Linked DNA regions of Sus scrofa: all the other regions are linked to region 3. A link is a contact called in public HiChIP or PLAC-seq data. All regions are on one chromosome and are shown on one strand. The core of a region is the stretch at or near the end of the contact, and the rest is flanking DNA. Distances in the headings are between cores, read along the strand shown. Region 1 has its middle 20 kb from the start of SRGAP2. Region 2 overlaps RASSF5 (ras association domain-containing protein 5). Region 3 overlaps SRGAP2 (SLIT-ROBO Rho GTPase-activating protein 2). Region 4 overlaps SRGAP2 (SLIT-ROBO Rho GTPase-activating protein 2).

Region 1 (6,845 bases), core at 262-2,761, 220 kb before region 3:
GTGGATTTAAGCCAATGCAGTGTATAAAATAAATTCAACAGTCTATACTTATTTGCTAGCCGATTGTGCCCCCGTTGGTCATCAGCCTTAGCATCAGTCAAACACTTATTCTTTATTCCTTACCAATCATTGATATTTAATTGCCGTTATGGGTTGGATTGCATCTTCCCAAATATTTATTTATTTATTTATTTAACCCCCAGTACCTCAGAATGTGAACTGATTTGGAGAAAGGGTCTTCACAGAGGTAATCAAATTAAAAAGAGACCATCAGGGTAGGCCCTCATCCAGTACAACTGGTGTCCTTATAAAAAGGGGAAATTTGGGAGTTCCCGTCGTGGCACAGTGGTTAACGAATCCGACTAGGAACCATGAGGTTGCGAGTTCGGTCCCTGCCCTTGCTCAGTGGGTTAAGGATCCGGCGTTGCCGTGAGCTGTGGTGTAGGTCGCAGACGCGGCTCGGATTCCGAGTTGCTGTGGCTCTGGTGTAGGCCGGCGGCTACAGCTCTGATTAGACCCCCTAGCCTGGGAACCTCCATATGCCGCGGGAGCGGCCCAAGAAATGGCAAAAAGACAAAAAAGGGGGGGGGGGGAATTTGGAGACAGACAGAGAGAAAGGAAGAACACCCGTGAAGATGGAAGACAGCTATACAGAGGCCTGAAACTGATCCTCCTCTTTTTTTTCTTTTTTTCATTTTAAAAAACATCAGTGAAGCAGAGTTGATTTACAATGTTGTGATAATTTCTGCTGTACAGCAGAGTGATTCAGTTATGCATATACACACATCCAATCTTTTTCAGATTCTTTTCCCATATAGGCTCTCACAGAATATTGACTAGACATCCCTGTGCAAGCTGATCTTTCTCTCACAGCCCTCAGAAAGAACCAACCCTCCCAACATCCTGATTTTGGGCTTCTAGCCTCCCAAACTGTGAGATAATAAGCATATGTTGTTTAAGCCACCCAGATGTGGTGCTTTGTTAGAGCAGACCTAGCAAACTAATACCATTGCCTCTGACAAATGAATAAGAATCTCTCCGCACAAATGAAATTAATCCATAGGCTGCTAGACTTGGAAAGGATCTCAGAAGACCAATTGCTCAACCCCCCTGTTTTGAAATAAGATGTCTAAGGTCGCTCAGCCAGTTGGTGACTCAGTCACCCTTTTAGCTCAGCCTTCCGTCCTTTCTTCTCATAGTCTGCTGGATAGTTCAGAGATGGTGGCAAAATCAGTCTATGGTGATGCTTAGATCCAAAACTTTGTCGGAAAGAATTTCCTTGGGACCACATGCAAGCATAGGCCCTTTCTAAGTATTTGCTGCTGGAAGCACCTGTTAATAGGAGAATTAATTGCCAGCAGGCTGCCAGCCAGAAGATTGATACCCAGTGGAACAGTGAGACAGGTATGGCTGGGCTGATAGGATCCATCATCTCTCCAGACAGGCCCTTGTTTGGGGTAAAGGTCTGCCTGGGGGATGGAGGGCTGCCCCCATCCGCTGAGGATGATTCACCAGCGTGACTTCATCATCTGTGGGTCAGAAGCTAGGGTCATGGGAGTTCCCATTATGGCTTAGCAGGTTATGAACCCCACTAGTATCCATGAGGATCCAGGTTCGATTCCTGGCCTCAATCGGTGGGTTAAAGATCTGGCGTTGCTGTGAGCTGCTGTTGTGTAGGTTGCAGGTGCAGCTTGGATTTGCTGTTGCCGTGGCTGTGTTGCAGGCCAACAGCTGCAGCTCCAATTTGACCCCTAGCCTGGGAACTTCCATATGCTGCAGGTGTGGCCCTACAAAGCAGAAAAGAAAAAAAAAGAAGCAGTTCAGGTTCATGTGCCTGGGGTGGGGGCTGGGGAAACAGAGCCTGAGTAATGCTTCATAGTGGGTGTGGAGACTTGTTCTAATAGTAAGCACGCTATTGATTAAAGTACCTGACATAAGTAATTGCTGGAGCTCCCAAACCAGCCATCACCTAGGATTATAGAGATCCAATCTAATATGAGACAGAAAGCCCAGTTTCAACTCTACAGCAGAAGCCTTTGAAAAGAGTCCAGGAGTAATTGGCATTTAATCAATGCAATCATTCTCCCAGCACATGGCTTCTGCAGCTTTAGGCCTCCTTGCAACCACTGAACTGCAAAAGGGTGAATATGTCCATTTCATTTCACCACCAACATTTGATTCACAGTCCTAGACAAGGGCTAAATGGAAATACATTCACATTTTTATATTTGAGAAACACAAGTTCACTGTCAGTAAGAATTCAGTCTCAAATTAACGACGGTATAAACAGCGATGGGTATTTTCCCTTTACAGAGGCCTGATCAGCATTAATTTTTTGACAGACAGGAGAGAAAAAGCTGCGGCAGGCTGCTAAGCATTTGCTTTTCATTTACTCTTCTCCAAACCTTCCATGAAACATGGGGAAGGGTATGACGGCTCTTCTTTCCCTGAGATCTGGAAGAACATATACCCCTTGTAACTAGGGGACAAATAAATATTGATTTTGCCTTTGGTTTTTCTTCATAAAGTGTTATCATCAGGCATCAAATTGGATATTTAAAGGAGAATATACTTCTCTTGGAACAGCGATGCTATACCCTCCCTCCTTTTCCTGGTGGGGTTCATAGTGTTCACTCATCCTATAGACAGCAACCAGAAAAGAGAGAAGGCCCAACTTTCAGCATCTCACAAGTCTTTCATGTACGGTCTGTAAGAGGAAGTGGGGAGGGAAAAAGAAGTATTCTTGAACTCAAAGACCCATAAATGGGTACTTAGATTTGTTTGTTTGTTTACGGCCGCACCCGAAGCACATAGAAGTTCCCAGACAAAGGGTTGAATCAGAGCTGCATCTGTGACCTATACCACAGCTCACAGCAACACCAGATCCTTAACCCAATGAGGGAGGCCAGGAATCAAACCCGAGTCCTCCTGGATGCTAGTCAGGTTCATTACCGTTGAGCCACAATGGGAACTCTGGAGTTAGATCTATTCTTTTTTTGGGGGGGGGGTCTTTTTATGGCAGCACCCTTATGGAGGTTCCCAGGCTGGGGGTTGAATTGGAGGTGTAGCTGCCAGCCTGTTATCTGCAACTGAACTCTCACTGATACAGAAAGCAACCAGAGACCAAATAGCAGACTGCTGCAGTAGGCCCTGGAGTAGAGGAAGATGTGGGGTGTATTTGAAAGAGCTCCAGCTCTCTGATGGATTGGAAGGGAGTAGGAGAGAAAGTGCAGAAGATGTGAAGGATGGAATCAAGAATGACTCCAAGGGGAATTCCCGTCATGGCTCAGCGGTTAACGAATCTGACTCGCATCCATGAGGACGCAGGTTCTATCCCTGGCCTTGCTCGGTGGGTTATGGATCCGGCGTTGCCGTGAGCTCTGGTGTGGGTCGCAGAGGCAGCTTGGATCTGGCATTGCTGTAACTGTGGTGTAGGCCAGCAGCTGTAGCTCCACATCACCCCCTAGCCTGGGACCCTCCATATGCCACAGGTGTGGCCCTAAAAAAAAAAAAAAAAAGATGAATTTGGGAGCTCCCTAGTGGCCTAGCCATTAGGGATTTGGCATTGTCACTGCTGTGACTCAGATCTCAGATTTGATCCCTGGCCTGGGAATTTCCGCATGCCATGGGCGCAAAAAAAAAAAAAAAAAAAAGATGAATTTGGGAGGGTGGAATGAAATTTGGGAAGGGTAGAATCTTCAGTCTTTCCTGCTTCCCATGTCTTTGGCTACCATCTCTCTTTGAGGGCTTGTTCTTCAGAATGCTGACAGCTTGATTTCTCTGGGTAACATCATGCAGAGGAAATTAGCTCAGTATGTCTTCGACCGAATTCCATCTGTAGCTCAATGGTTGAACGTATTTATGAACAAGGCTATAGAGCAATTTTGATAAGACAAGGCAATGTTCCAGTCTCTGAGAATATTTTTCCCCAAAAAACATTTTTTTTTTTTAAAACAATGCCACCGAACAGCCTGGAAATCCACCCACACATGAGCAATCTCCTGCAATATCCAGAAAGCTTTTCAGGTGTCACAGCCATAATAGCAGGTGGTTCCTTTGGGCAGAAAAATTATGGCAAGGATATAGAGACACGAAAGCAAACTGTTTTGATATTCTGGGTACAGCTTTTCCCAAGTGAATCATTCCCATATGCCTACTCTTACCATGGGCCTCTTTCCAGAGGAAGAGGCTTGTGTGAATGGAGGCATAGAGATGCATTCTGGTGGGCCAATTTCGATGGTACTCATATTTGGCAGATCCAATTAATCTTTAGATATTTGTCAACCCCCTCTTCTGCAAGTCTCAAAAGGCAAACATTGACCATGGATGTGATACCTGTTGTTGCTCTTTCATAAGAAATCCTTAATCTTGTAATGAAGCTTCAGGAATGCTCACTTGAGGCAAGACTGCTTCTGAAATTCCACATAAATAGATTTTAAATACATTAGCATGGCTGAGACTAGAGCAGTTTGCAAAAGGTGATCGTTTACTTCACTTTTCTATGATGACATAGTTGGAGACATAGAAAGAGTATAAAGAACAGGCATTTACTCTTTAGTGAACTTTTGTTGCTGGTAAGATAAAAATTTGGACTAGTACAAGACTGTTTCCATATAGAAATGCCGCAAAGCTGAGTTTTGCATAGTTTTTTTTTTTTTTCTCTCTAGTGTATCAGCTTAACATCCTTATCATTTACAGGCGCACCAAGGTTTCCTTACTGGAAAGGGAGATGCTGTTGTTACCACCTTAATTTAACACAAAAATCAACCAGGGATATATGTATACAGGAAGAGAGCGGATGGAAAACATACCTTTGTTTGGAGGGAAGATAAGTACATTGAAAAACAAAAAAGGAAACATAGTCATTAAGCTCATTAATTCAGGCTTTTCCGCATCTCAGAGTGGTGTCATTTACTAGCTGTGTGATGCTGGGCAAGTTATTGTTATTATTATTATTTTGCCATTTTAGGGCCACACCCGTGGCATATGGAGGTTCCCAGACTAGGGGTCGAATCGGAGCTGCACCCCCGGCCTATGCCACAGTCACAGCAACGCAGGAGCCCCAACCTGCTGAGTGAGGCCAGGGATCAAACTGGCAACCCCATGGATCCTAGTCAGGTTCATTAGCTGCTGAGCCACGAAGGGAACTCCTGGGCAAGTTCTTTAGCCTCTCTACACCGCAGTTTCCTCAACTCCATGGTGAGGGTAGTTATAGGACCCACCTCTTAGGGTTGTTACATGTAAAGCCCTTAGAACAGGGCCTGGCTACAGAAAACCCTCCATAAATATTAGTTAGCTTTCTTCTTCCTCTTCAACAAAATGTTAGTTCCCAGTTTGCCTGATTTAGTTCTGCATCTTCAGTTTCTGTTTTGCTTATAGTAAGCATTCAATAAATATTTGTGGAATGGATTAATTAATGAGAGTAGCTAGATTTTGAGGCTGTGAATGAGAATTTGTCCTAAGTTTTATAGCTAGTGAGGGAAAACCAGACTTTGGGTTTAAGGTAGGTGAAGGAGGTAGGAAAGAACCCTGAACTAAGATGAGAAGATAAGTTTAAATTCTTCTAACTCTCTGGGTGTTGAGGCTAAGGTTTTCTTTCTTGATTTGAAAAATGTAACTCCCAAGGGTATTCTGAGCATTAAAATGAATTCGAGAACTCACAAGAAACTTTAAAGGTGTATCAATCATCAATATATGCTGTTTATCGATATTATTTATTTATATTCCTCTAAAGTCATATGACTATCATATTATGAAAGCCAGATAAACTAACCCTCCATCTTTAAGTTATCCCATTCTCTAGGGCCTACTCTGTAAATAGCAAATTTTAGATGAGTAATTTCAGCCCTAGCCCTGATATTATTAATTTTTATCTCAGTAAATTCATCCATTGAATGACAATAAAATGATTCTATGAGAGTCTTGGAAGAAAGAATCTTTAGCTCAAGATTTAAGTACTAAAAATATTCAACCCCAGAGGTACCACAGACATAGACTAATTTTTTCCATCTGTGCAGTTTAGGGTAGATTTGGCATACATTCAATACCAGGCAAGAAAGAAACTATGGTTTAGGCTGCTTTTAAAGTTTTTTTAAAAAGGCAGAAAAAGAAGCTATTTCCTTTTATAAGCATGAATGTTAGAATAGGGAAAGCCTTCATCTAGTAATTCACCTCTGAAGCAAAATTATTTGATCCATATCCCTCCTACTTTCTCCCTCTCCCCATTTTTGTTCTAATTCGTTGTTTTATGTATCACGATTTATGTATTATGATTGCTTCCTCCTCGCCAAAGAAAAGTAATATAGATTATTCTTTATCAGCCACATGTGACTTAGAGGTCAAAAAAGCAGCTCTTGGTGGGATAGATTTCCTAGATTAACAGTATTTAAAGAAAGGCTTGGGAGTTCCCGTCGTGGCGCAGTGGTTAACGAATCCGACTAGGAACCATGAGGTTGCGGGTTCGGTCCCTGCCCTTGCTCAGTGGGTTAACGATCCGGCGTTGTCGTGAGCTGTGGTGTAGGTTGCAGACGCGGCTCGGATCCCGCGTTGCTGTGGCTCTGGTGTAGGCTGGTGGCTACAGCACTGATTCGACCCTAGCCTGGGAACCTCCATATGCGAGGAGCGGCCCAAAGAAATAGCAAAAAAAAAAAAAAAAAAAAAAAAAAAAAAAAAAAAAAAAAAAGAAAGGCTTGGTTTTCAGAGCCAGAGATCACTCAAAATATTGTGGCTTTAAGATTAAGCCCCTCCCAACATGCCTTAATGGAGCCTGAGTTTGAGGTTGAGGAACTGACTTGAGGAAAACGATAAAGGAGCAAAACAACAACAACAACGACAACAACAACAAC
Region 2 (7,901 bases), core at 3,843-6,342, 180 kb after region 3:
TCTGGTCATCCATCAGTGGGTTGCTTCCATGTTTTGGCTACTGTGAACAATGCTCCTATGAACATGAATGTACACATCTCTGTTCAAGTTCCTGGCTTTCACTTCTTTGGGGTATATATCCAGATATGGGGAGTTCCCATCATGGATCAGTGGTTAACGAATCTGACTAGGAACCATGAGGTTGCAGGTTCGATCCCTGGCCTCGCTCAGTGGGGTAAGGATCCAGCATTCCTGTGAGCTGTGGTGTAGGTCGCAGATGCGGTTCGGATCTGGCCTTGCTGTGGCTGTGGTGTAGGTTGGCGGCTACAGCTCTGATTAGCCTGGGAACCTCCATGTGCCACGGGTCTGGCCCTAGAAACATACAAAAAAAGAAAAAAGAAAAAAAGACAGATATGGAATGGCTGGAACATCTGGTCATTTCATGTCTCATCTTTTGAGGAATCACCACACTGTTTTCCTAGCAGCTTCACCATTTTCAATTCCCTCCAGCCATGCACACAGGTTATTTTCTATGTTTTTGATAATAGCCATCCTAATAGGTATGAGATGGTATCTCATTATGGTTTTCATTTGTGTTTCCCCAATGACAGTGATGTCAAGCATCTTTTCATGTGCTTGTTGGCCATTTGTGTATCTTCTTTAGAGAAATGTCTGTTCAAGTCCTTTGTGCATTTTTAAATTGGGGGGGGGTTGTTGCTTTTTTTGGCTGCCCTACAGTATAGGGAGCTCTTGGACCCAAGGATCAGATCCAAGCTGTAGTTGTGACCTATGCCACAGTTGGAACAAAGCTGGCTCCTTAACCCGCTGTGCTGGGCCAGGGATCAAACCTGCATCCCAGGGCTCCAGAGACACCACCCATCTGGTCGCACCACAGTGGGAACTCCTGCTTATTTATTTATTTATTTATTTATTTATTTATTTATTTATTGTCTTTTTGTCTTTTCTAGGGCCGCTCCTGCAACATATGGAGGTTCCCAGGCTAGGGATCTAATCGGAGCTGTAGCCACTGGCCTACACCACAGCCACAGCAATGCAGGATCCAAGCCGCATCTGCGACCTACACCACAGCTCATGGCCACACTGGATCCTTAACCCACTGAGCGAGGCCAGGGATCGAACCCGCAACCACATGGTTCCTAGTCCAATTTGTTAACCACTGATCCACGACGGAGAACACTGTCCTGTCTATATTTTTAGTATTGAGTTACAGGACCTCTTTATTGATCCCTTGTCAGACATATGATTGGCAATGGAATCCTCTTGAAATTGATTCTAAAAGAGTCAAGTCCAGCCTTTGGAGAGACTGGAGTCTGGGATGAGGCACTGGGACCCACTTACCCTGCTCACCATCCTCCCTAACTCACCCGCAGTGCTCTGGCCCTGGGTTCTCTGAGAATACAGAGATGGGAAAGGTACAATTCCTGGCACTGGGGTGCTCATGGTCTAATGTGGGAGACAGGCTCAGACACAACTCATGCTTCTGTATACAGGATGAAACCGGTACCAGAATAATTGGGGCATAAGTTGATGTCTTTGGAGAATCCACTAATTCTAGACAGAAGTGGGGAATTGAGATGAGTATCCCCCAAAGATATGTCAGTTCCGGGGGAGCCAATTCTCTCAGATGAGGAGGAAGATTTCTTAGGCTGAATGACAAAACTCTGGAGTCAGGGAGACTGAAATGAGACAGGAAACTAGATGGAAAACTAACCTGAAAATAGACCTTCTCATGCCTTGGAAACTCTTGAGAGCACGAGAGCGTGCCCCACGGGAAAGGACCTGAGGCCACTGCAGTAGAATGGGTGTCTATTCCCTATTCTGCATAGATTCTCACTTTAGACCCCCTGAGCTAAAAGGGGGTGGGGGTGGGGGGGTGGTTCACGAAGCTCCCAGGGAGGGAAGAAGGGAAGCAAAAGGGGTTTGCATCATCTACCCTTAAAGACAGAGTACAAGGAGTCTTCTCCGATTTCTAGTTATTGTCTCAGAAGCAGATAGGTGCCATGGACCAGGAATCCTAGAGAACCCTTACCCAATTTTGGAACTTTTAATTTCCCTAGATTTATTTTGGGGTTTTGTGTGTGTGTGTGCGTGTGTGTGTTTAGGGCCACATCCACGGCATATGGAGGTTCCCAGGCTAGGGGTCCAATCAGAGCTGAAGCTGCTGGCCTACACCACAGCCATGCCAGATCTGAGCCACGTCTGCAACCTACACCACGCTCACGGCAACGCTGGATCCTTAACCCATTGAGTGAGGCCGGGAATCAAACCTGCATCCTCATGGTTCCTAGTCAGATTCATTTCTGCTGAGCCAGAATGGGAACTCCACTTCTTTGTGTTTTATTCAATTCATTAAAATACTTCATGGTGCTCCTGTGTGCCAGGTGGTGTCCTGGGAACTGCATCAGTGAATAAGGCAGTCTCTGCCCTTGGGAAGTTTATGTTCTGTGACCAAGCTGCAAGGCTGTGTGCTGATCTTGAGAGGCAGCCAGAGCATCTGTGTCCAGGCCACAACCAGGCAGCGGGAGGGGTGCAGGGAGGGATTCTCAGGAAATTCTCCAGGCTAGAGTACGAGGATGCAGCTTTACGAGGACAGAAGAGCAAGCAGTGTCCCGCAGAAGACAGAAAAAGAGAGAGAGAGGAGGGAGTCCGTCTAGGACTGAGAGTGTCCCTGGGCCTGTGGTAACCAAACATGCTGGTTTGCCTGGGGCCTTCTCGATCTGGGCACCCAGAGTCCTGCATCCTGAGAAAACTCGGACTGCTGGTCGCCCTATTGGGACTCAAGAGCTGAAAGCACCACCGTCTTCTCCGTGGGACACAGTAGGCATGTGGTGCTAGGGGCCCACAAAAATGTTTTAATTTCTTGTACAATCAGGAGAAAAGAACTTTTCAGCTGAAGAAAGTATTCGATTTTATACCAATGCTATAAATCATAACATATAATTTCTAATAGTTTTTTTTTTTTAATGGAAGAAGGGGCCCATAGCCCCAAAGATCAAGGTACTTAGGATGCACAAGGGCTGGGAGGTGACCCAGGCTGAAAGGCCCACAGGGGTCAAGGTTAAGGCAAGAGGACTCCCACATGGGGTTGATCCCCTCTCAACCAAACTCGCTTTTGCTCTGCCAGACAAATAGCTACTGAGGCTGATGGTGGTGACCGTGGCAGTGCACTAGCCACCGTTTATTGAGTATTTATATGGTGCTGAGCACTTCCAGGTGCGTGATCTCATTCCATCGCTGCCATGAATGTATAAAGAAGTCCTTCATAGGAGTTCCTGTCGTAGCGCAGTGGTTAACGAATCCAACTAGGAACCATGAGGTTGCGGGTTCGATCCCTGGCCTTGCTCAGTGGGTTAAGGATCCGGCATTGCCGTGAGCTGTGCTGTAGGTTGCATACGCGGCTTGGATCCCATGTTGCCATGGCTGTGGTGTAGGCCAGTGGCTACAACTCTGCTTGGACCCCTAGCCTGGGAACCTCCATATGCTGCCCTATAAAGACAAAAAAAAGAAAAAAGAAGAAGTCCTTCATATCTGTATTTTGCAGGCAAAGAAAACCAAGTCTTAGTGAGAATGACTTGCTCGTATTGACAGAAGACCAAGGGTCTGGTGGGCAAAGGCCAACATGTGGCCAGCTGTGCGGGCAGCAAACCTACCTTCCTTGCTGAGCTATCACAGGGATTAAATGAGATTGTGACCTCGAAGCCCTGAGAGTGCCTAGCTGTAGAGGTTTCTATCACCTTGATGAAGCAGGGCGGGGCCTGAACCTGGCTGCGTAGCTCCAAGGCCACAGAAGTCTCCCAGCCTTCTGTGTGGGGCTCCTGCTACACCAGATGACCTGCTTCTGCCTGTAGACTGAGATGGCCATGGGAAAAATCAAGGGACACTGTACCCAGGCTCCAGAACATGCTGACAGCCCAGAGAGTCCACTAGCATGACACCCATACACATGGAGCTGGGCCGGGCAGCCTGGAAAGCCTCTGAGGCTCAGCCCCGGCTTACAACATCCTTGTTCCAGTGTCCACAGCAAATGTGTCTCTGTCTTCGCTCCTCACATAACCTGTGGGCTCCAAGGACAGGGACCACACCCCATCAATTTCATGTCCCAAGGTGCCTTTCCCAGTCCTCACCTCATAGTCAGTTCATTCAGTTACTGTTGGCTGACTCTCTGCATTGACCATCTGCTGTATATTTTTGTCTTTGGGGACGTCAGTCTCTTTCCAGTTTCTCAAATGTCCCCTCCCCTTTTGTCCCTGCTCCTCCCCTATCTCCCCCCAAAGCAGCTCAGATGCCACATAGCTCTGCTTGTCTGGATGGCTGCATGCTTCCATCTTTCCTCTGCTGGGAATAACCTAGCAAAGAATACAGGTTAGGAGTTTCTGATTCGTTTATTTCGGGACATTGGACAGCTCCATGGAGGACTGTCTGGGAATCAACACCTTCAGTGCCATGGGCACAGCTGGGTAAGCCATTCCAGAACACGGCCCCATCGGGACCAGGAGGCGTCCCTGGGATGAAGCCCCTTGGGGCTTCCTCTTTCCCATTTGGTTGAGACCATCACAGAGGGGCCAGTGAGCCTTGTGCTCTGGGCATCGAGCAGGGAGTTCTGAACCCAGCCCAGATGGACAGTGCCTGCCCCTTCCCTTCGGGGGCCCTTAGTTAGGACAGGCCCAACAGAAATGCAGGGGGCTTGGGGTCAGCCCAGCCACTGGGCAGCAGGATGGCACGGAAGGCACCTGCAGGTGGTCATTGTCTTGCAGCCGATGCCTGGGGCCTTCCTCCCTGACCGAGGCCTGGAGATGGTTTCCACCCAACGGGCAGGAGAATTGCTGCTGACAGATTTGCTAAGAGCTAAGAAAGAGGAAATGTGGCAAAGGCTCACGGTGACTGGCTTCCGGGGTCGTTTTTGTTTTGTTTTCTTAAACTGTTTGAGCTCAATAGATGTGGACCTACTCGAGCTTGGTGAACGTGAGGTCTGGCAGACGAGTTCAGAAAGCCAGCAGCAAGTAAAAAGAAAAGTCAAATTATAGAGAAACGTGCAAAATGGTCTTAGTGTGTTTTAGGCCAGTCATCACTGCTGCAGTTCAGCCCAGCCCAGCGCCCAGCTCTCCTCCGAGAGGCCCCCTCCCCACACCCAGTTCTCTGAAACAGAAGAGGAAGCAGGAGTTCCCATCGTGGCGCAGTGGTTAACAAATCCGACTAGGAACCATGAGGTTGTGGGTTCGATCCCTGGCCTCACTCAGTGGGTTAAGGATCCGGCATTGCTGTGAGCTGTGGTGTAGGTCGCAGGCGTGGCTTGGCTCTGGCATTGCTGTGGCTGTGGTGTAGGCCAGTGGCTATAGCTCCGATTAGACCCCTAGCCTGGGAACCTCCATATGCCACGGGTGTGGTCCTAAAAAGACAAAAGACAAAAAAAACAAACAAAAAAACAGAAGAGGAAGCAGTGAGGAAGGAAACTACCCTATCCTATCTTCTGTGTAAAACCATAGAGCTGCAGAGGGCCTTCGGCCTTCTCTGGTCTGGCTTCATGATTTCACAGATGAGGAAACTGAGGCCCTGAGATGGGAAGTGACTCACCAGAGGTCACAGGTCATTTGATGGTCTTGTGTTCATTCTCACCAAGAAACTGCAAAGAGCTTAGCCAGGGAGTTGGCTTCCAGCCAAAGCCTACAGCCCCACACAGCCAGCAGCTTCTCAGTGGCCGCCCCTTGGGGTACAGGTCAGTGTGAGGTGCCCTTGGACCTGACTGGTGCCCATGCCAGGCTCTGGGCTGAGAATCACCCAAGCTGGTCTGCCCTTTCCCTGCCACCCAATCAACAGTTTTTTTGTTTTTGTTTTTGTTTTGGTCTTTTTAGGGCTGTGCCCGCAGCATATGAAGGTTCCCAGGCTAGGGGTTGAATCGTATCGCCGCTGGCTTACACCACAGCCACAGCCATGCCAGATCTGAGCCTTGTCTGCAGTCGACACCACAGCTCACAGCAACGCCAGATCCTTAACCCACTGAGCAAGGCCAGGGATTGAACCCGCAACCTCATGGTTCCTAGTCAGATCTGTTCCCACTGCCCCAGGACGGGAACTCCTCAATCAGCAGGCATTTATCTGACACATCCTTGCAGGTCAACCCAGTACTCACACAGCCCCGCAGGGAGTGCAAAGGAAGCGCAATCATCAGATATCACGCATGACTCCCCTCCAGGGAGCGTCTTATTGGGGAGATGGAATTAACACATGTGAAACAATAATTAAAACAATAAAAGGCAGTGTATAATTAGATGCTAAATGTAGCTGTTCAGGCTGTGAAGACACCTCCATAGGCCCTTGAAAGCATGGAGGTAACTAATGTTAGTAGGAGCTGCAGAGGTCCATGGCCTGTGGGAGTTTGCAGGAATCTGAGGCTTTGGGGTCATGGGGCTTTCGTTTGGGAGTGAGTCCCTGGGCCAGTGAGTGAGTCTGGCTGCCCACCTGCATCCTTCCTTGGCCAGCTTGTTGTCTCCTCCTTGGGGAAGGGAGGAGAGAAAGCAGAACTCCAATGAAGCCATAAAGCCTTTGTCTATTTGTGAAAATTATCTATTAAGAGGTAGCAAAATGGTGCAGCGGAAAAGTATCCATTCAGTGAGAGTGAAGTTAGGAGTTCCTGTTGTGGCTCAACACTAGTGAACCCGACTACTATCCATGAGGGCGTGGGTTCAATCCCTGGCCTTGCTCAGTGGGTTCAGGATCTGGCATTGCCATGAGCTGTGGTATAGGTTGTAAATGTGGCTGGGATCCCACATTACTGTGGCTGCAGCATAGGCTGGCATCTGCAGCTCAGATTCGACCCCTAACCTGGGCACTTCCTTATGCTGCGGTGCGGCCCTTAAAAAACAAAAACGAAACAAAACAAATTTAGAAAAAAAAAGTGAGAGCGAAGTTACTAAAGGCCCATCCACGGGTGATGGGAGGAAATATATGGGAAATATCTGATTCTTGAGGCAAGCATGCTATCAGGAGAAAGGCAAGGATCAGTGCAAACCTGTACATACCTTTCTCCACTTGGGAACTAAAATTCAGGTGTCTAGGAGGTTAGGAGAGCAGAGAATGAGGGGATTGCTGTGGGCCAGAGAAATATCATCAGGAGATTACACAGGGAAGGTGGAGCGAGGGAGAGGGGGGCTCTATGTTCTAGGCAGAGAAACTGCACAAACAGCAGTGTAGAGCAGAGGTGAGCAAACTACTGTCCGTGGGCCAGTGTCCATAAATAAAGTTTTATTGAAACACAGCTATACTCATCCTACAGTCGCTCTCTGCCGCAATGACAGCTGTGAGTCGTTGCAATGGAGACTGCCTGGCCCTTTACAAAAAAAGTCTGCCAACCACTAGTGTAGAAAGAGGAATGGATAAACCCTGTGGCAAGAGGATATAAACCCTGTAGCAGAGGAAGTGATCCAGGAAAGTGAAAAATGAGATTAGGACTTTCTGTGCCTGGAGTGATGGTCACAGTACCTGCCTACTCTCTCATGCGTCCGTCCTATGAGGCAATAAAGGATTGTTATCCTATGAGGTAATAAAGGATTGTTATAGATGAGGAAACTGAGGCTTAAAGACATGATCTGACTCTCAAGTTCACTTGGTAATGGGGGTCACACCCCAAACACAGGCTTCTGTTCATCCTGCAGGTCTTGCCTGAACCTCTGCCAGGTGCCTGGCTGGACTGGGGCTCTGGGACTCCGTGGTGGACCAGACAGGTGCTCCTCTCCCAGAACTCAGTCCAAACTGGAAACCCAAGACTCACTGCACTGTAATTGCTTGCAGACAGGAAGATTGTTTTGCTCCCCCTGTAAGCAATGGGGGACCGTGGAAGGTTCCTGAGCACGCGTTTATTTTCTGCTTCATGCTCAGAGCCACCAGGCTTAGAGAAGAGAGGGAAA
Region 3 (7,207 bases), core at 1,228-3,727:
GTTTTTCCCCCTAGTTTGTATTTGCCTCAGTATATGTTTCTCCAATGCCTGTGTTGATTCTCTATTTATCCAATTGTTTTGACATCAATTATTTGAGCTTCGGCCTCAGAATACCTCAGTTTTCCCCTTGAGTTGGAGGATACTAGATATACTTATCCTGTATTTGCACAGAGGAGAGATTTAGTGCCATTAAATCATTTGGCAACCACATTGATTGTACGACTACCACTGTATACGTGACATATTTCTTAACTCTGGAGAAGAAAGGAGAACCCAAAAGAAGAAGTGTCTTCCTTTAAATATAAATGTATTTCCTTTAAATATAAATTCCTGAGGCATTTATAGCTTCTTAGACGAGATAGTGTTTCATTCTTCTAAAGAGAGTTCTTTAAATTCATTACGGGAAAGGAGCAATATAAATTGGTGATTTTTAATGCCTTCATTTGTTGTCTTGTGGACACTATCTATGCCTTTGAGCCCTTTTTTTGTCTCTCATGTTCATTCATAGCATGTCCTCCTTATTGATTATGCATCTTCATGAAATAGAAAATCACTTTCTTAAAATCAATTCATGTTTATAGTTGTTCACTCAAACTGTCGAATCCCTTGGTCACATTCACATGAAAGGAGAAAAAGGAGCCTCCTGCCTACCCTTCTTCAGCGAGGATAATAGGTGCCTCTTTCTTGCTTCTTCGCCAACCTGGAAACCTGGAAGACAGTTTGAATTACTTAGGAAGGTTTGTAACGGTGTCAGTTGTTAAAGATTGCTTCTCTTGTATAGAGAACATACAGAGGAGATCTTATACTTATGGGAAACGATGTCAGGTTCAGAATAAGGTGAAGCTGATTTAAAACATTCTGCCTCTAAAATGAGAGGTTATTTAAACTCTCAAGTACATTGATTCTGTCCGTGTCTCAGTCTTCTCCTTTCTGCATCTCCAGCGAATGGATGAGCATACCCACAGAATCCCTCTAACCGAGGATTTCCCAGCCTCAGCACCATGGACATTTGTGGCCAGATGATGTGACAATTAAAAATGTCTCCAGACATGGGTCCCCTGGGGGCCAAATTAGCCTCCTTTTGACACTGTGGCTTTAACTCAATCCGCAAATGAAACCAGATTCCCTTTTTAAGCCTCTCTTGACTAAATTTAGCCTTTCCTCCCAAGGAATCCAGCCTTGGTCCTATGCAGAGGAGAGACACTGGTGCCTAGTGGCTAAGAATGTGGACTTCCTGGTCTAACGAACTTGAGTTTGAGTCCTAATTTTGATTCATTTCCTAGCTGTGTGACCTTGGGTGTGTTAGGTAATCTCTTTGAGCCTCAGTTTCCTCATCTTTAAAAGCAGAAATAACGGTCCTTCCTAGACTTGTTGTGACGATTACATGAGGTGACGTACAAAAGACTCCTGACACACAGTGCATACTAAGTGGTAGAGATTTTTATTAATATTGTATTAGCATAATAATTCCCTGGCTCTCCTCAGCTGTTCAGTGCTCCCCCACAGCCCGCCCCCACAACTTCGACATTCTCTAGTTCTGCCTCTCATGGCCTCAAAATATCAGCACTCTTTTTTTTTGCTTTTTAGGGCCACACCCCTGGCATATGGAAGTTCCCAGGCGAGGGGTCGAAACTGAGCTGCAGCTGCTGACTTCCGCCACAGCCACAGCAGCACGGGATCCAAGCCATGTCTGCACCCTACACCACAGCTCACAGCAACTCCAGATCCCTGACCCACTTGAGTGAGGCCAGGGAACGAACCCATGTTCTCACGGATATTAATGGGGTTCATTACCACTGAGCCACAACGGGAACTCCAGCATGTCTGCACTCTTGAACTTCAGCTTTCTTGGTTTGTTATCAAGCATTTTCAATTTCCACATAGAAGTAGAGGGACCCCCCCCACCCGCCTCCCCGTGGAAACGGAGAGTGCCAGCGGGAAGGATCAGGCACCTGGGGGCTGGAAATAGTGTGTTTGGGAGGAAGCGAACACAAGTTCCAGGCTTCCCAACCCCCTTATTCAGAAAAGGGACGAGACTCCCAGACGGTTGCTTTGATGGAAAATTGAAAAACTGTATCCTCTTCTTTGATACTACTTCCTTCCTCTGGCAACTCCAGTTCTACCTGATGTGGGCTTGATTCCTTCTCAGGCTCTTTCCTGAACTTTTCTGCAGGTTTCCAGTCTTCGTAGGGTTGTTGTCTAAATCACAGGATTGCCACAAGGATGAAATGAGGATGTGCTTGTGGGGCGCTTGCCACACGGCAGGAATATACTAAGTGCTCAGTAAATGGTAGTAGCTGTTGCTGTTCTTGCTGCTGCTGTTCCAGCTGCTGTGAAGAGCGTAGTTGATCTGATAAAAACAGACCAGACAGATCCCCAGGATGCTGGGCGGGTTTTAGAGCAGTTCCTCTTCCCCATTTTATATCTCAAAGTCCCCAAAGTCTAGGCTGCTCTGTGGGCTGTGCTGCCCTCTTCAGGGTCCTAGCCAGCCCAGGAAGGCTTTGCTCTCAGGCTCTGCGTGGTAGTGTTGCCCATCTTGTGTTGTAAGATGACTAACTGGTGGAAGCTACTTGGCTAATATGTAAGAGAAATGCTTACCAATGTTCAGATATAGAAGTACATGATACGTGCTGGAAGACATGGAATCATTTGAATAGCGACGTGTGGGCTCAGTTCCAATACTGCTTTCCTGTGTTTTGGAATGGTCTTTAGTAATAGACGGTGTGCTGAACCAAACACGCATTTTGAATTTTGCCCTGAAGGGGGTGGGGATGTCGCTTCAAGGAGGGGAGGTCCAGCTGTGTCTGGTGGTCTGTAAAGCAGAGAATTGACCCCCTTGGCTTGACCTGTGGGGTGGGGGCGGGGGGTGTCTTGCAGGTCATGAAGACATATCACATGTACAATGCCGACAGCATCAGTGCTCAAAGCAAGCTAAAGGAAGCGGAGAAGCAGGAGGAGAAGCAAATCGGAAAATCCGTAAAGCAGGAGGACCGGCAGACCCCACGCTCCCCTGACTCCACCTCCAACGTCCGCATTGAGGAGAAGCACGTCCGGAGGAGCTCGGTGAAAAAGATCGAGAAGATGAAGGAAAAGGTGTGTGTGCTCTGGCAATCGTAGGGGCTGGGGAGGAACCCTCTGGAAGTCGGAACTGATAGGAACTTCCCAGCAGGCACTGTGGAGAGCAGAACAGGGAGGTGTGTGTTCCTTTAGGGCCCAATGACTTTTGTTCTCGGCTCTGGACGAAGTCCTAGGTATTGGAAGAACTTGGCCTCCAAGTTTTTCACCTCTAGCAGCGAAGCAAGAAGAGTAAGTCGCAGAGTTCCCTTCGTGGCACAGTGGTTAACGAATCTGACTAGGAACCATGAGGTTGCGGGTTCGATTCCTGGCCTCGCTCAGTGGATTGAGGATCCGGCATTGCCGTGAGCTGAGGTGTAGGTTGCAGATGCAGCTCGGATCCCGAGTTGCTGTGGCTCTGGCGTAGGCTGGCGGCTACAGCTCCGATTCGACCCCTAGCCTGGGAACCTCCATATGCCATGGAAGCGGCCCTAGAAAAGGCAAAAAGACAAAAAAAAAAAAAAGAAAGAAAAAAAAGAAAGAGTAGTTGCCCTTCCCAAGCCCAGGAAGGAAACTGTAGACCTAGAGTTTGGCTTCAGACCTCGGGTGTTCAGAGGGACATGTAGCAACACCTCCTTCAGGCCGGTGGTGCAAGGATGGAGGATGGAATCTGCAGACAGACCCAAAGTGGGACACGCATCGAAAGTAGGGAGCCTCATTAACCTTGCCTGGATTGATCTACATTGCGCCCTTGAATCTCATTAAACAGAATTAGAACCCAATTTAAGGCAGACGCGCATGGGGAGTCGCAGCACAATTGTGGTTCTCGAATGTACTGTACGTTCATCTTTGAGAGAACAATCTCCCCTTTGGAAAAAAAAAGAAAAAGTAAAATTGAACTTGTGTTCTCTTTTCAGCGCCAAGCCAAGTACACGGAGAATAAGCTGAAGGCCATTAAAGCCCGGAATGAGTACTTACTGGCTTTAGAAGCAACCAATGCATCTGTCTTCAAGTACTACATCCACGACCTGTCTGACCTTATTGATGTAAGTGCTTAAAGCAAGGGGCGCAGGGGTGCCTCTTTCCTGGTTTGAGAGATCTGGGCAGGAGGCCCCCAGTTCTGTTGCTCAGGCATCTTGGAGCCTTTTAAGAACAGTCATGGAGATGGAGGCCATGGTGCCTCCGGCGCCTGCCAGGTACCAGGTAACAGGTGAAGCACTTCGGACTTGTTTTCATTCCGTCCTCACCAGAATCCTGGGAGGGAGGCATTATGACCTCCGTTGTTACCGATTCAAATTCAGAGAGTTGAGATGACTTATCCAGAGTCAGCTAACCAGTGAGAGAGGTGAAATTTGTCCCTGGCTCTGATTGGTAAACACACCCAGGCTTATGACCTCGGTGCAGTTCCATCCCCCAGGAAATATTTCCCGTGATCAGCTACCTGCACACAGAAGTGAGTGACAGGAGCCAAAGGGGTAGAATGTCCTACCCTATGTTTATATAAAGTGTTATAAAGCACTTACTGTTTCTCCATGTTATCTTGTTGGAGTGTCATGTCACCCTTGTGGATCAGAATTACTGTCTCCAGTTTGTAGATAAGGAATCTAGGTGGGGGGTCTAGAGAGTTCTTGCTTCAAGTTAAACTGCAAATTAGGGTCTTGGTCAGGAAGATATCCAGATGCCCCTGACATCTGGAGAGAAGCAAGATGCTAAGCACATGTATTTTGCATGGGGGCAGGCGCGAGGGATAAGGGTTTGTCTTTGGTCTGATGGGTCAGCCTTGGCCTTATTTCTTCTGCTGCTTCTCCCCACACCTTGTAGTTCAGTCTTGCAATCGTGCTCACCTGCAAACCCCAGTCTGGCCCAGTTCTGAGCCAGCCCTGACTGCAGCTGCATAAGCGGGTCCTTCCTCACCTCTCCCTCCTGTCATCCAAGTCACGGGCTTGGGGCCGGCCGATTTGGCATCAGCCTCCCAGTCTCCAGGGCATCAGGCAGATCCTGGCCAGCCTGAAGCCTGATCTTTGCCTCCTGCTGTCGGCAAGCAGCAGCAGGGTTTTGCAAGGCTCAGGCCAGACCTCTTACACTTGCCCCTCTCCCTTGGTTTCTCCATGAGCGAACCTGCCACACGTCACAATATCACGTGTGGTTCTGGTCTAAGATTGACCATTGCATAACCAGCTGGGTGCTCTGGGGCTTGTCATTGAACTGGTTTGGAACCATTTACCTCCCCCCACACACCCCCCGCCCCCGGGCGCTACATCACTGATACTTAAATCTGGCCTCCCATCAGAGCTGCTGGGGGAAAGTTTCTAAAATACAGATTGCTGTCTCCCTTCAGCCAGGGCTTTTGGATTCAGAGGTTTCAGCCTCGTCATGCCCTGGTGTCATCATCTCACTGAATAAGTGGGAGCCCTGATCCCTGTTCAGGCACCGCTTTGTTCTCTCTGCTTCTTGATGCCAATCTGAACACTGTCCTTCAACGGAGGTCAGAGCCCTAGACGGGATCCTTTCTCCTGCTCAGGGGAACAGCTCCTCACTGTCGGGAGAGAATCCTGTTCTCAAAATGAGGAAGAGAATCACTTCTTTCTTATGCTCAATTTCGGCAATTTCTCTCACATGCATTAAAAAAAAATCAGGCTAGGCATCCACCCCACCTCTGCTACTGGTTTGTCCTTGTCTCTTTCATTTGCCCTCAGGGCAGTTTTCCCTCCCCTTTGACCAAAACCCTGACCTCGAGGGAAGTGAGGGGCCACTGCTACATCAGTCATAGACCCTCCATCCACAGATCCTCTGTCAGACGTGCATAGGTGTCTTAAAACAGTCCAAGAAGCAGGTGATTTATTCTCATCATTAAAAGAAAAAAAAAAAAAGTATGTTGAGAGCCTGTCTTCATAGGATGCTGGGTGAGGTGCTGTGAAAAAGAGGTCTGCACTCCGCCCGAGCATGGGTCAAGGTCACTGTGAGCAAGTCCAAGCTGGTAGCGTTCCAGGCCACATGGATAGAAGAGTTGCTCTGGTTTTAGTTTGTTTGTTTGTTTGTTTGTTTGTTTTTCCTGGGGTGAGATTAATTACTCTTTAAAAAAAAAATGTTTGTAACATGATTCTGCTCTACAAATGATAAGTATTTATTTGGGATGCGGCTGTGTGTTCAGTCTGTTGGATACAAAAGGAGAAAAGACAGCTCTTTCTCTAGAGACATTCGTAGACATCCAGACAGATAATTTCTGGGTAACTGGCTAACTGCAGCACCAGTGCCTAGAACGCTGGCCTTAGAACAGTGGTTTTCAAACCGTAGGTCATGATCCATTAGCGGAGTCATAAAATCACAGTTATGGGTTTGACTTAATTTTTTAAAGCAATAAACTAGACTAGGATAAAATAGGAAAGAAAATAACTAGACTAGGATAAAATAGGTGTGTATGTGTGTATGACAGCGTATTTCTTACTGTGAGTTGGAGATCAAAAAAAGTTTGAAAGCCACTGCACTAAGAACAGGTCTTTTTAGTCCTATAAGCTCCGTGAGGGCAGGAGCCAAGTCTGCTGTTTAGCTAAATACATGCATATACAGCGCATAAGCACACTTAATACATAACTTAATACATAGCTGAGCACATAGCATATTCATCAAAGGAAGAAAGGAATAGAAGGAAGAAGAAGAAGAAAAATATGATATCCTAAGCCCAGATTGTTTTTCTTTTTTATACCTTGCAATAATGTTTTTTTGGGGGGGGTTGTTTTTTAGGGGTTTTTTAATATTTTTATGGAAAAGGTCACATTTTATTTTATTTTACTTTATTTTCTTTTATATATATTTTTTGTCTTTTGTCTTTTTTGGGCCACACCTGCGGCATATGGAGGTTCCCAGGCTAGGGGTCCCATTGGAACTATTGCCACCAGCCTACCTACCGCAGATCCGAGCCGAATCTGTGACCTACACCACAGTTCACAGCAACGCCAGATCCTTAACCCCCTGAGCGAGGCCAGGGATCGAGCCTGCAACCTCATGGTTCCTAGTCAGATTCATTTCCACTGCACCACGAAGGGGACCCCTGCAGTACTGTTTTAATTGAGATCTAATTTGCACTTAAGTGTGAGATTGAGAGTTGTGATGAATCCTACCCCCTTGAAACCGCCATCTCTGTGAAGATGTAGAA
Region 4 (7,626 bases), core at 1,429-3,928, 150 kb before region 3:
GGCACAGCAGAAACGAATCTGACTAGGAACCATGAGGTTGCAGGTTCAATCCCTGGCCTCACTCAATGGGTGGAGGATCCGGTGTTGCTGTGAGCTGTGGTGCAGGTCACAGACATGGCTCGGATCTGGTGTTGTGGCTGTGGTGTAACCCCCTAGCCTGGGAACTTCCATATGCCGCAGGTGCAGCCCTAGAAACCAGAAAACAAAAAACAAAAAACCTATTTTTGGTGCCCATATGAATTAGATTTCTTTTTTCTTTTTCTTTCTTTTTTCTTTTTTTTTTTTTTTTTTGTCTTTTTGTCTTTTGTTGTTGTTGTTGTTGCTATTTCTTGGGCTGCTCCCGCGGCATATGGAGGTTCCCAGGCTAGGGGTCGAATCGGAGCTGTAGCCACCAGCCTACGCCAGAGCCACAGCAACGCGGGATCCAAGCCGCGTCTGCAACCTACACCACAGCTCACGGCAACGCCGGATCGTTAACCCACTGAGCAAGGGCAGGGACTGAACCCGCAACCTCATGGTTCTTAGTCGGATTCGTTAACCACTGCGCCATGACGGGAACTCCTCTTTTTTCTTTTTCTGAACTCATACAAGGCATTCCAGCCCCCAGAGGGAATAACACCCCCCCCCCGACCCTAGTGAATACTCTTTTCCAAAAGTCAAATGGAAAATGGTTTGGGTTCATCCCATTTGCTTTAGTTCATAAAACACCTTCACTTCCTTTACTGCTGATGGTGTTGAACTTGCTCTGTAAGGAAAATCAATTGGAATCAAAGGATGTTAAATTGAGAGAGAAAAAGATGCCACCACACTCCCAGCTAGAGGCAGGCTTTTTAATCTGTAATTTCAGGCTTGTTTGATTATAAAGTGTAGTGCCCCTTCTCCTTTCCCCCCACCCCCTGCTTTTCTTTCTAGTTCTATAATTAAGACCTTGCTCTTTCTAGTGTTATAATTAGTAGTCTGGTCTAAGATATAAGAACCTAAGGAGTTCCCATGTGGCTCAGCAGGTTAGGCACTGCTGTGACTTGGGTCAGTCACTGCTGTGGTGTGGGTCACTGCTGTGGCACAGACTTGATCCCCAGGAACTTCTGCATGCTGTGGGTGTGGCCAAAAACAGATAAGAACATTAAAGTTGGTAATAGGAACACTGCTTACTTGCCTCAGTTTAGAGAGATGCCCCAAGCCTCTGAGTCATTCAGTCACTCAACAAACATCACTGAGCACTGACTGTGTGTGAGAACTGTGCTGGAGGCCAGGGGTTCAAAGACAAAAAGAACACTCTTCCTGCCCCTGAGTATGTGTCATCAGATCACGAGGCCCACATACAAACGACCATCCAAGCTCAGTGTGGGAAATGTTGTAATTGAGCTACATGCAGACTGTGTATTTTTCTATAGAGTAGCAGTTTTCACCCTGTGTTCTTCCTTCTTTTTTTTTTTTTTTTTTTTTTTGCTTTTTATGGGCCCACCCTCAGCATATGGAGGTTCCCAGGCCAGTGGTGGAATTGGAGCTACATCTGCCAGCCTACGCCACAGCCCTAGCAACAAAGGATCTGAACCGCCTCTGTGACCTACATGACAGCTCATGGCAACGCCAGAACCCTAACCCACTGAGCGAGGCCAGGGATCGAACCTGCAACCTCATGGTTCCTACTCGGATTTGTTTCCCCTTCACCACAAGGGCAACTGCTCACCCTGTGTTCTATTTGCCTGTTACTCGTGAGTTCTTGAGGACCAAGAATGGTGTTGGATGTGGATATGGATACAGATAGGGAAGGAATGGAGAGAAAAGATATTTGTTACCAATGCCAAGCCTATCTTACAAGGGGTCCCATAATGAGCCTATAACTTACAGCTTTTAACTTTCCTGAAAAATGTTTTAGTTACTAAAGATTAATAGGAAGGAGTTCTCCTGTGGTGCAGCGGCTTAAGGATTGGATGTGATCACTGCAGCGGCTCGGGTTGCTGCTGCTGCTGTGGCACCGGTTCAATCCCTGGCCCAGGAACTTCCATATGCCATGGGCGCAGCCAAAAAAAAAAAAAAAAAAAAAAAAAAAAGTCTAATAGGAAATGGTCATGGGTGGAGCTATCTGGGAAATAATGGATTTTGCATTCTTGCTCATTGCAAAATGCCTGATTAGCTTTTTTAGGATTCTGTTAGTTTAAGTCATATGAAATCCTCATTTTGTAGGTACTTTCATATGGTTCAACTTAATAAAACGAGACCAATTTTATGGCCTTCTGGTCTTCTGTAGGTTTAGGACATCCACAGAGGTGAGTCTGGGCAGATCGAGGGAATCCTAAGCTTGTTGCCACTAGGGTTCCCCTCTCTGAGTGTGAGTCTCTCTTTGGGGCTTCAGAGAGGAAGCCGGTGCCTCAACCATTCCTGTGACACTCGGTTCTGGAGCGGAGTTCCTCCGGGCAGTGCCTTCTTGAAGACTGGACAGGGAATAAAACTGCTGCTCTGTGCCCACTTAAAAATATTTTTGTTTACCTTGGAAGATATGCAAGAACAGGGTTTCATGCATATATAAGAGAAAACAGCAAGTGAAAAGGATGTGTACACATGGGCATGAATGGCTCGCTATTCTTAGCTGGGCTCTAACCTAGAGAAGAAGAGGAAACAAGATGCTTTTAAATGTGGACTCCGGCTGCCCCAGCCGAGAGCCAAGGGGCTTCGAGTCATAGAGAAACTCCTGGTAGCTGCTAGTGTCCTCCAGACCTTCCTCTTTTGGTAGAAAAGGTTACACTTGTGTGTCCCACGCTGAGATGGAGGAGGGGATGGCTTTTTCTTTGAAGGGACCTAGAGAGAAAGGAGAGAAAGACTTGGGAACCTGTCCTACTTCTCAGAGGGACGATCTGCATCTACGTGGTAGATGGACCAGCGCTTCCTGCTCTGAGTGGTTTAGTCTTTGAGAAAGAGGCTCAGGGGCTGCCTCGGCTGCCTGGATTAAACCTGCTGCAGGAACTGAGGTCTTCCTTGATTTGTTGTTCCGTCTCTCACGTTGGGGTCGAACCCGATTGGCCTTTGCAAATTAAAGACTGAGTAGAAATGCCTGACGCATGCTAAAGCCACAGTGCCTGCTGGCTACTTTCTGGTCACTCAGTGACTACCAGTTGATTTGAATATATCAGGGTCTGGAAACTGGACCAGTCACCCAGCTTCCCTGTCTGAAGGTGTGATTGGTAGGGAGGAATGCTTCCAGGCAGCATTTTCCTGGATTCGGGTTTGGATGGTATTAGCCAGGATCTGTGTGGTCACTGTCGCTCCCTCTGAATGATCATTATTATAAGCATACTTTGATTGGGCTCCAGCCCTTACCCAGTGCTTATAACCTAATATTGACAACAGCTACAAGTCAACCAAGAGCACGTCTTTATTTAGAACCTGGTATGAAATGCAAGGAGGATTTCTGCAAGGAGAGCCTGAAATTATGACATTACCTCCAAACCGACTCTCAGAAAGGGATCGGGCCTGGAGAGAAACCATTCCACTTCCTCATTTCCCTAAATGGAACAACAAAAAAAAAGTCTCATTTCCTTTCTTTCTTTTTTTGCTCAGAACACCAAGGCCATTTAGCCACCCCAAAGGTTATTATGGCCAGGTCACCCCTCTTGAAAGAAAGAAAATTTTCCCTCCTTTAGAGGGATGCACAGGAACCTCAGGGTCTGCTTTTATCTCTCTCCTGATCGGATTAAGATTCGTGTGAGATGAGTGTGAGGGAAAGCCCGGCTGGAGACTTTGACAACTGGTTCACAGCATGCTTCTGTTTGTGGTAACTCTGTGCATTGACTGCTGAGGTCCCCGAATTTTCCAGCTGTCACACTATGCCGCTGCCACAGGCTAGCCTTCGTAGATAAAACAAGTGCCAGTTAGCATGTCTCATGGGGGGAGGAGAGGAGAGAACAGAATTGTAAGCTTCTCCATGAAAGTGGTGACCCTGTCAGCGCCAGGCCTTGGAGACCTAGCTTGGAAGAGTGTGGAAGTTCCTGCCAAGGGTCCCTGTGGAGACCTCACCATCTCAGTGCTGAGTTTAAGGAGTCCCGCAGGCTTCAGGTAAAGTCATTTCCAGCAGATTGTGAGAATGTGCCCAGCTTGATTTGGACTGTGTCGCATTTACTTTTGCTGGCTTATCTCCACTACTGAATTTTTTTGCATGACTTCCCCCCCCACTTGCTATTGATGACCCTAGTGTCCATGAGGACGCGAGTTCGGTCCCTGGCCTCGCTCAGTAGGTTAAGGATCTGGCGTTGCCGCGAGCTGTGATGTAGGTCGCAGGTGCAGTTTGGATCTGGCATTGCTGTGGCTGTGGTGTAGGCTGGAAGCCACAGCTCCCATTCGACCCCTAGCCTGGGAACTTCTATATGCCGCGGATGGGGCCCTAAAAAGACCAAAAAAATAAAAAATAAATAAATAAATAAAAAATTCCAAGAAGGTAATTTTCTCTAAGAGCTGCAAAAGTGAGAGACTAGAGATTTGATCTTGCCCTTGATCTGACGAATTGTGATCAGTTCTGTGGAATGTGGGCTGAGTTGTCCCTTTACATGTGGTCCAGGAAATGTGAGGTCTGACACGAGATATGCACCAGGGAAGCTGGACAGGGAAATGACTTCACAAAATAAAATAAAACGTTGATGGGATCCCAGAAAACTTGCCTGTTGGGCTTCATGTTTCCAAGGTGCTGGATCTGTCTTCCGTGTGGTCCAGAATATGTGAAGCCAGCTGAAGCAAAGGGCTGTCTGGACGGGAGAAGTGATGAGATGAAGTATTATCAGGGGCTAAAGGTCTTCTGTTGTTTTCTGGGAAAGGTCCCTCCGATGTGGAATTCATGTGTTTTGTCTAGCTAATTGGAATTATGGTCTGGTGTCTGTCCCTGAAAGACACTGCTGACGGCCTTGGGTGGCCAAGGCTCTTTGCTCACCACCTTGATGACATCAGGAAGAAGGCATGAGACCTCATGTCTAAATATTAGTTTGGTTTTGGATTATAGGTCCCTTGAGTTCGGAAGTTAGCGGAGAGAAACCAAGAGAGAGTATGGTGTAACTAGAAACAAACAAAAGCCCGAACAACAAGCTTTAGTGTCAGAGAGACCGGAGTTCAGGTAGTGAGTGTGCCAGTCTTGTATTAGGTGTGTCGCTTGGAGCACATGGCTTAATCTCCTAGGACCTCCGTGTTCCCATTAGAAAACGTGAGCAGGGAGTTCCTGTCGTGGCTCAGTGGTTAACGAACCCGACTAGCATCCATGAGGACGCGGGTTCGATCCCTGGCCTCATTCAGTGGGTTAAGGATCTGACGTTGCCGTGAGCTGTGGTGTAGATTGAAGACACAGCTCGGATCTGGCGATGCTGTGGCTGTGATGTAGATCACAGACATGGCTCAGATCTGGTGTTGCCGTGGCTGTGGTATAGGCTGGCAGCAACAGCTCCGATTCTACCCCTAGCCTGGTAACTTCCATATGCGGAGGGTGCGGCCCTAGAAAAGCAAAAAAAGAAAAGAAAAGGAAAAGAAAAAGAAAAAAAGTGAGCAGAACAACTGCCTGCCTTGTGGGGAGGTCGTGAGTTTAGAGCGAGAGAAGGTGGAATGCCTAGGGAGGGCCCGGCGTGGGAACACACATCTGCTCCAGCCGTTTCTGTTACTCACAGGGGACTTCGGAATGTACGCCTCTGTCCCTCCATGCTTGCCATCTCTCCATTTGGAAGATGAACTTGACGGTTCCTGCTCAGGGGTTGACAGACAGCCAGGTGAAACGTCTGAGCTGGTGAGGATGGACCCTGCGTCCCAAACTGGGGTTTACAAGTTGCGCTGTGTGTGTACGTTGGAGAACTATATTAACAACATGCTCTGCTCGTTTCCCTGTCTCCATCTCCTGTTCAGAGCACAGGGCTTGCCGGCCTTGTGCTTTAAATAGTCCTTGGAGGGTGACTTGAACAGTAAATGAACACGATCCTTGTGAATCCATTTGCCTGGTGTTCAGGACTTCTATTCTTAGACCACAATCGCCGGAATAGAAAGCCTTTGACCCGACATCCCACCGGAGCCACGTGTGCCTGGTAATGGATTCCTTTGGGAAGCTGGGACAAAGGACCAGGTCTGCTTCTGTCATTGAGTAGGCCAGGTAGGGGGCAGTCCGTGAAAAGCCAGTCTCCTCCTAATTGTCTGGAGTTTATGAGTCTGGCTTACCTGGGACATCTCGCGTTATGATCCTCCTGAAAGTTCAGCCTGTTTACTCTGCTCCAGTCAAAGAAAGGGTTATAGGAGAATAAAAGCAGTGAAGATATTTATGGGTGAACCCTTTTCTGTTTCTTTTCTTTTCTTTTTTTTCCCTGGAACTGTGATTAAAGGATTAACAGCACTTGTTATTTATTGAGCAGAGCCCCAGGAGGGAGGAGGGTTTGGGTACTTATTTTGTTCCTTCTATGATCCCTGGCCTGTGCCTGCAACATTTCACATCTTTCCTCATTATTCTTAGCTTTGTAATACAGAGGTGGAAATTGAGGATCAGGACTAGCCCAGGAGTTCATGATCACGGCCCATCTGTTCTTTCATACCTTACACACCATCTCGCCAAATAGGTAACCATGGGGTCAGGTCAGGGAGATCTTGGTGATTTAAAAGCACCACCAAACGGTGTTTACATGTTTACTAGACACTTGAATGTAGTTATTATACATGTGGGATTGGGTTCACAGTAAGGTCTTGACCTTATCTGCAGAAGGACTGGCCCCAACCCTGGGTTTGGCATTTTAGGCAGTAGTTTGGTTGTCTAACTCTGGAGCCATGACACGGGGAGCCTCCGTAGTGTGGGAGTGTTTCTAAGAGCAGCCTGATCTCTTTAATTATCTTACGAAAGACATTGCCCTCTGTGTGTGGACTGTCCTTCTCCAGGAACCCTCTGGGGCTTCCAGAGACAAGATCTCAGCTTCAGAACATCCCTGTCCAAACAGGAGGGTCTGAAATCACTGCTCTCCTTTACAGGGAGTGGGAGATCCAGGCGCAGATGGGAGACAGAGGCACAGAAGTTAAATAATTAGTCCAAGGTCACATCAAATGATTTCCGACTCAGCTGACAAATCCGCCTCGGACTGGGTCTCCCAAATGTTGCAGCTTCCCTCACCGTGTAATTTGGTCTCCGCCACCGTGCATGTCATATCTTTCTTCCTCCTTTTTCTAATTTGGTAAATAAGATGTTTCTCACACCTACTTCCTGAGTAATGTGGGGTTTTAATTTAGCTCTTTGAGATGATCAATGACTTCACTGAGAAATCTGCTGCCAGAATGTGGTTTATAAACACACCTTTGCTGTTATTTCTCCCTGATGCTGAATCTGTTTTGCACATTGTCAGTTTCTGTGGGTTAAGAACCTTGGGACTCTCAAGTATCACCTTGACAGAGAGAGGCGTCTGTAGTTGGGAACTGTCGCTTTTTTTCAGAGCAGTGCTATGGTGTGGGGGGAATGGAGGCGGGCAAGGGGGTGTCTAGAAATTCCTTTCCTGAGTTTCGCAGAGGAAGGGCAGCACATTCAAGAACAGCCTGGTCCTGTCGGAACAGTGCAGATTGGGCTTGTGTTAGTCCTTGTTGTTGTGATAATGTCATTATTCATAGTCATACCTTTCTAGTTACCCTCATGAC

Evidence for each region. HiChIP or PLAC-seq counts read pairs in DNA pulled down with a chosen protein or histone mark.
Region 1: a contact with region 3 is called in an H3K27ac HiChIP or PLAC-seq map of alveolar macrophages. The contact joins two enhancer-like sites. A contact is called at or near these places in 2 of 47 Hi-C or Micro-C datasets (alveolar macrophages and embryonic fibroblasts) and 1 of 2 datasets of contacts at active chromatin or transcription factors (alveolar macrophages).
Region 2: an H3K27ac HiChIP or PLAC-seq map of alveolar macrophages shows a contact between it and region 3. The contact joins two enhancer-like sites. A contact is called at or near these places in 1 of 47 Hi-C or Micro-C datasets (epiblast stem cells) and 1 of 2 datasets of contacts at active chromatin or transcription factors (alveolar macrophages).
Region 4: an H3K27ac HiChIP or PLAC-seq map of alveolar macrophages shows a contact between it and region 3. The contact joins two enhancer-like sites. A contact is called at or near these places in 1 of 47 Hi-C or Micro-C datasets (embryonic fibroblasts) and 2 of 2 datasets of contacts at active chromatin or transcription factors (alveolar macrophages and skeletal muscle).

The regions. Positions count from the first base shown.
Region 1 is chr9:66,814,225-66,821,069 of Sscrofa11.1, forward strand. No RefSeq gene overlaps it. Among named protein-coding and RNA genes, the nearest start is that of SRGAP2, 20 kb to the right of the region's middle. Within about 2 kb of position 1,512, at least 3 of the 83 cell types and tissues checked have an H3K27ac peak or open chromatin away from gene starts, as enhancers often do. A contact at or near this core is called in alveolar macrophages, where this site is marked.
Region 2 is chr9:67,215,434-67,223,334 of Sscrofa11.1, forward strand. All of the region lies in intron 2 of RASSF5 (ras association domain-containing protein 5), which reads left to right. Among named protein-coding and RNA genes, the nearest start is that of EIF2D, 42 kb to the right of the region's middle. Within about 2 kb of position 5,093, at least 19 of the 83 cell types and tissues checked have an H3K27ac peak or open chromatin away from gene starts, as enhancers often do. A contact at or near this core is called in alveolar macrophages, where this site is marked.
Region 3 is chr9:67,033,179-67,040,385 of Sscrofa11.1, forward strand. SRGAP2 (SLIT-ROBO Rho GTPase-activating protein 2) reads left to right here. Exons shown (of 23, transcript XR_002335789.1): 6 at 2,878-3,093; 7 at 3,972-4,100. Among named protein-coding and RNA genes, the nearest start is that of IKBKE, 86 kb to the right of the region's middle. Within about 2 kb of position 2,478, at least 8 of the 83 cell types and tissues checked have an H3K27ac peak or open chromatin away from gene starts, as enhancers often do. A contact at or near this core is called in alveolar macrophages, where this site is marked.
Region 4 is chr9:66,880,738-66,888,363 of Sscrofa11.1, forward strand. The region is part of intron 2 of SRGAP2 (SLIT-ROBO Rho GTPase-activating protein 2); the gene reads left to right. Among named protein-coding and RNA genes, the nearest start is that of FAM72A, 45 kb to the left of the region's middle. Within about 2 kb of position 2,679, at least 7 of the 83 cell types and tissues checked have an H3K27ac peak or open chromatin away from gene starts, as enhancers often do. A contact at or near this core is called in alveolar macrophages, where this site is marked.